Regions from separate parts of the Arachis hypogaea genome. Here region 1 is linked to region 2. The links are chromatin contacts, called in public Hi-C maps. All regions are on one chromosome and are shown on one strand. The core of a region is the stretch at or near the end of the contact, and the rest is flanking DNA. Distances in the headings are between cores, read along the strand shown.

Region 1 (3,174 bases), core at 243-2,742, 140 kb after region 2:
TGTACCATGGAACATTAATTTTTCAGTTTTCATCACCGTTGAGATTCATATTAAATAATTTATATGATCTAGATTGAGTTGGCAAAGATGGTTGTGGGTATGCAATTTAAAAAGTTTTCAACCCCTTTCTTTTCCAAACTATGTTTTAGAGTAAGCTGAGGTATGCTGTGTTTGATATCAATTTTTTATTGGCCCTTTCATATGTTAGAACTAACAAACAAGCTCATATGCAACTCGTATAAGAATAAGAAAATTATTTAGTAATTTAGACAATTAATCAGTAGTTATCAGTTTTCATAAATCATTTAACGATCTTTAGTTATAATAAAAAAGATATATTGTTAAGTCTCAAAAAGTATATACTGATATCCTTTGTTTCTGCAATAATTAACCCTACAATTAAAAATAACTTTATATATATATATATATATATATATATATATATATATATATATATATGACCAAACCGGATAACAAATTTTAGGCTAAGAAATTTCGGTTTAATTAACAAGTATTTCATGTTTATTATATGCATCTAGAAATTTGATGCTACAACAACATAAAAATGATAGTAGTAATAGATTAAAAATTATTTCTGACCATTCTATTTATTTGGATCTAAAAAATAATTTACAATCTTAGAAAACATAAAAGATTTATTTATTGATGGCATCTTATTTAACATTATTTGATTTCTGATACGCATACAAGTTAAAGCAAGTAGTTATATATATATTGGAAGATAAATTATACAATGACAATTTTCTCGTTGAAAAAATAAAAGAAAATGAAGACAACAAAATTTGTTTTGAGATTATTGCTAAGTATATATCATACCTTTTTATTAGTTATCATGGTTTTGACAGATCGAATCGATCAGTTTAACCGGATTAATTAGAAATTTGTTATCAGACTGATTAAATTCAAGCAAAAATTAGTTGGCAATAATTCGGCCAAAGAATTAAAAAAACTAATGCAGTTTTTAAACGGTTAATCTATTTAAAATAATAAGATATAAAATTATTTTGTTCTAAAAATATTATATATTTTATACATAAAAATATTATTTTATTATATTCGGTTCAATTTTGATTGAATCTCGGTTGAATTTTTAAAATTTTAAACTTCTAACTTTACCGATTCAATTGTTGATTCGGTTTTCAAAACCATGCTAATTAAGTTAAGAACTAATTCGTCGCAGATTTGAGTTTCATTTAAGAATTTGTCACTAAACCAATAAGTTGCACGAGATGAAATTCGTACCTCTAATATTTGTTTAAACGAAAGAGTAAGTTGTCAGCCAACCCAAATTGGTTAGCTAGTCTATGATCTTAATTATCTTATTTTTGGACTTCAATTGGAATGGTATAGATTTCATGCAAAAACAAAAATACCATGACTACAGAACCTGTTGTGGACCAATGCAAAGAGGCCTATATCGACTTCCTGTACAAAAGCACCAAATATTAAAAAAAAAATGAGAAAGCCAGCACACAACTGAGGCACCCATCAAAACTGTATTGGGTTAAAAACCTATGTTAAGTGTGCCTGAGTGCAGTATAAGCCCAATTGAAAAGCTCGGACAAATGGAAAACAGAGAGACAGAACATGTCAAGACCAAAAACCAAAAAAAAAAAAAGGAAAAAGAGAAAGAACATGTCCAAGAAAAATACATAAAAAAAAAGGAAAAATCCAGCACATGAGCTGCTAGTTTGGTGAATGATGTATCTGCCTTAAAGCAAGTGCATTTTACTTACCATCGGAAGAAATAAGTGCATCTTTAATTTTCCTTTGATATTTTTAAGTGTATCTTTTTTTATTATACACACTCTGAATTAAAAAAAACAAATAAAATAATACCAAAAGTTTATTGTCAAATGTATTTGTTCATTATACCCTATTTAAATAAAAAGTAAAGTACTAAAATAATATCTGAAAATTTATATCATTGATCAAAATCAATTTTAAAGATATGAACGGTAAATAATTTTTTAAAAAATTTAAAAATGTGATAAAATAATTAAAAAATGTTATATTATTTTATAAAAGACAAATAACTTTTATATTTAACAAATAACTTATGTATTTAATTCGATTTTTGTGAAAATATTTAGATTATTATTTAGAATGTGCAAACAAAATATCAAAATAAAAGTTAATCTATAGAAAAATTTTTCATTTTTTAAATTTTAGTCATTCACAATAAAAAAATAAAAAATTTATTTAGTATAAAATCACTAAATTTAAGGGATGAAAATATCTTATTTTTTAATAATGCTTAAAAAAATTGTATTAAAATTTGATTTCTAAACTCTTTCAAAAATATATATTTAATAACTAATTATTATGTCATATTTTTAAATTTTTTAAAAATTTCTTTGTTGTTAATATTTTTTTGTTATTTTCGTCATTGATTTTGACAGTTTACCCTTAGATAATTAAAAAAAATAAACCACCGAAAATGACCTTAAATTATCAAATTGCTAACAAAAATATCTGTGAAATTTGATAACACGAAAATACCATTAAAATATTTTAAAACATAACAAGAGTACTCAACCTTTAACTATATATATATTCATAAAGAGGGTTTTAGATATCAGTTTTTAAGGCGATTTTTTACAATAATGATTAAAAATAGGATATTTTTATTTATAAAATTTAATTATTTTTCAATAAGTAGATATATTTTAGCGATTTTTTTAAATGACAAAAAATATTTTGAAGAAATGAAAAAAATGAAGAGATCAAATTTTGGTTTATTTTTTACATGCACATTCTAAATAAATTTTTCAAATATTCTTATAAAATCTTAAATTAAATATATAAATAATTTGTCAAATACAAAAAAAATTGTTATTTATAAAAAATTATTTTTTTCATAACTTTATTGTTGTATATATTTTAAAAATATTTTTATTGTAAATACATTTAGAAAATAATTTTTTTCAATGATTTAATAATTAGATGACATTTTTTGTGGTTTACAACTTTACATATAAAAATACTATATAATAAAAAATCATACTTAATAACAGCATCAATGCAGTAAAATAATTATGAACATTCATTTTTATAATTGTTCGTTGTATGCTATAAACAACTTTGTGCTGAGGCATTCAAGCTATGAAAATAATTATTTTTTAATTTTTTATTAGAATTAGCTAACAAATA
Region 2 (2,910 bases), core at 398-2,897:
GACCCACTAACACATGATAAACATCTCTTTAATTAATATGTACTCGTTAACCAAAAATTAAAAAATAATTACTGCTAATAATAATAATAATAATAATAATAATAATAATAATAATAATAATAATAATAATAATAATAATAATAATACAGAAAACAATATAAACTTTAAAACATTTTATGTAAATTAAAAAAATGTAAAAGATCATGTAAGTCTAAAACAGAAAAAAAAGAAAATTAAAATATATCAGCACTTACACATCTTACCGTTAAATCATTAAAGATTTTTTAAAAGTTAAAACTCAATTATAGTATTAAATATTCTTTAATATTGTGGAAAATACCACTCACACTCAAAGATTAGAATAAAAAAATCATTCAACTTTATATACTTAATTATAATATATATTTATTTAGAATAAAAATAAAGATTCTCATAACGCTTTTTTTTTTCTTCAATCCATTTTCTTGACCTCAGACCATCATAAAAAACCAAAAACCCCATTAACCCTAAAGAAGCCCAAACAATTATAAGTCCAAACAATTTCAGCCCACTTTTAAAAAAATCATAATCCCACACACATTAATCTCTTAATGTATACCGTTGACACACTCTACTAACTATATGCTACGATGTGTTATGCGCAGTTTTTCATGTACCACAGAGGAAGGAAGTTATGCATCGCAACATGCTAACTGTCACAACGGATCTATATGTATAGATATTTCATGTGATTCATATGTATGGACTAGAAAATTTTCCTATATATATTTGCACATTAAATTGAAGGTTTATTAAAAAGAGTGGCACGTAAAAGTGAATTAAATTATAAAAATTTAATTCGACTTAATTGTTTGACTTAGATATTGAATTTTATTAAAACATTGACGTTAACAAAAATAACCTAATAATTATGATTGGACATTTACTGTTGCCATTTTGATGGGTCACAAGTACAGCTTATTTTTTGTGGAATTATTTTGTCAATGACATAATTCTTTTTTTTCAATTTTGTAACGTGAGAGAGTTTTACCATGCATTTTGACAATTGTCTCAACGAATCTTTAAAACGTGTTTAATTTGTTCTCCCCTATGCATTCGGCTAATTATGATGGAAAAATGCAAAACCGCCACGCTATATACCGATTTGAAGAAGTTCCAAAAATCTCTTATTAAATATTCTTTAGTTTTTACTAATTCTATTATTGCATCATCTTCATTCTTCACCCTAATATTTTGTATTACCTTTTTGGATAGATTATTAGTATAAGTTCCAAAAGTCTTTTATTGAATATTCTTTAGTTTATACAAATTATTCTATTGCATCATCTCTAATATTTTAATTTATATTTGTTAGTATATGCAATCAATAATTCTTGCATTGCCTTACGAGTTACGTCTTCTAGAACTGTGAGGTAGAGAAGCTATTAAGAAAAAGAAAGAAACAAAGAAAAGGGAGTAGGAGTTGGAAGGAAAAATAAGCAAGAAATTCTCGATTCTTCTAGAAACAATGTGAAAAATCTTTTTGTAAGAGTAATGGACCATAAGCAGAAAAAGAAACAAAAAATTCAAGGCAGCCACGCTTACCACGAGGGGCTGCTACCTGGACCTTGAGGCACTACATGTCTACATCGTTAATCATTAATTAAACGTCAATTAATATTATATTACGTTTTGTGTACTAACTAGTGTGCGTCAATATAATAATAAAGTGCATTTTATTGTTGAACCATACTGAATAAATCATCATTTGTATCCATAAAAGATGATAACATTGACATATGTATTTATGATAGATCGAAACTGATTTTATACCCATAAAAATTGTGTTTCGTGTGACAAAAATATCCTGTTTTAGTTATGCACTTACTTCATTATTATCCGAACATACGTGGCACCTCCAACTTTTCAAAACCCTATCCCTCTTCAATTCCATTTCTAATTTCAACCACTCATCCCTATTATATGGCGGCACAATTCCATTTCTAATTTCAACCACTCATCCCTATTATATGGCGGCAGCTTCCTCCTCCTCTGCCGCTCTTCCATCCTTTCGCAAATTCGCCTCATCTCCGTGTTCTCCTTCTCAATTCTCCCTCTTTTTCAAACCCTCCTATTACTTCTCTAACTTGTTATTGCATCTTCAATCTTTATAATCACAGAATTTTAGTTATCTTTGCCAGAAGAATCATTGAATTATATAAAATTGATGTCCAATTTCTACTTCAAAAAAACAAAAATTAAAATTACTTGTAAACCAAAAGATCAAAAAAATAATGAATTCAATTCGACCATTGAACTAAAACAACCTAACTTGAAATAATGCCGCAAATACAACCACACAAAAAGAATCAAGAACTGAGCACAAATTCATCGCCAGATCCAAATGAATAAAAAAAGAGTAAAAAAAAAAGAGAAGTTGTCTGTACAACTGAAGCCTCTCTTCTTCGATGATCTGCAACAAGAAAAAGAAAGAAATCAAAGAATGAGAAAAGGAAGTAACGACGGAATTGAATTGAAGAGCGAAAAATAGAGAAGCACCTTCTTGGTGTAGCTAATGACGGAAGCTTATCGAGGGAGACCGTCAGGTCCGATCTCAGGGACGAACGACTGGTTTGAAGCCATTTTGAAAAAAAGTCTCATACTCCAGCGTAGGGTTTGTGATCTCCAAACAGCAGCGGCACCTGTAGTTCGATGCCGGTTCAGAACTCGATTTTTGAGGGATTGAACCCAAATTGAAAAATAGTCTCTGATGGAGGCATAGCATGGTATTCTCGATCCCCATAGGTATTTTGTGATTGTTTGGAGCTTCTCACTTTTTGATGGAAAAGGGTTTGAAAAAGAGGGAGAGTTGGAAAGGAGAGTGCGAGGATGAAACGAAGGTGTGAAGGGACGGAAGAGCGGCCATGGTTG

Evidence for each region. Hi-C and Micro-C count contacts between places; a contact is called where the count stands out from the background.
Region 1: a Hi-C map of an unstated tissue shows a contact between it and region 2, with 5 times the contacts expected there. The contact joins two enhancer-like sites. A contact is called at or near these places in 5 of 8 Hi-C or Micro-C datasets (leaf and an unstated tissue).

The regions. Positions count from the first base shown.
Region 1 is chr6:93,339,104-93,342,277 of arahy.Tifrunner.gnm2.J5K5, forward strand. No RefSeq gene overlaps it. Among protein-coding and RNA genes, the nearest start is that of LOC112696970, 14 kb to the left of the region's middle. Within about 2 kb of position 1,493, at least 3 of the 3 cell types and tissues checked have open chromatin away from gene starts, as enhancers often do.
Region 2 is chr6:93,199,089-93,201,998 of arahy.Tifrunner.gnm2.J5K5, forward strand. No RefSeq gene overlaps it. Among protein-coding and RNA genes, the nearest start is that of LOC112696966, 36 kb to the left of the region's middle. Within about 2 kb of position 1,648, at least 2 of the 3 cell types and tissues checked have open chromatin away from gene starts, as enhancers often do.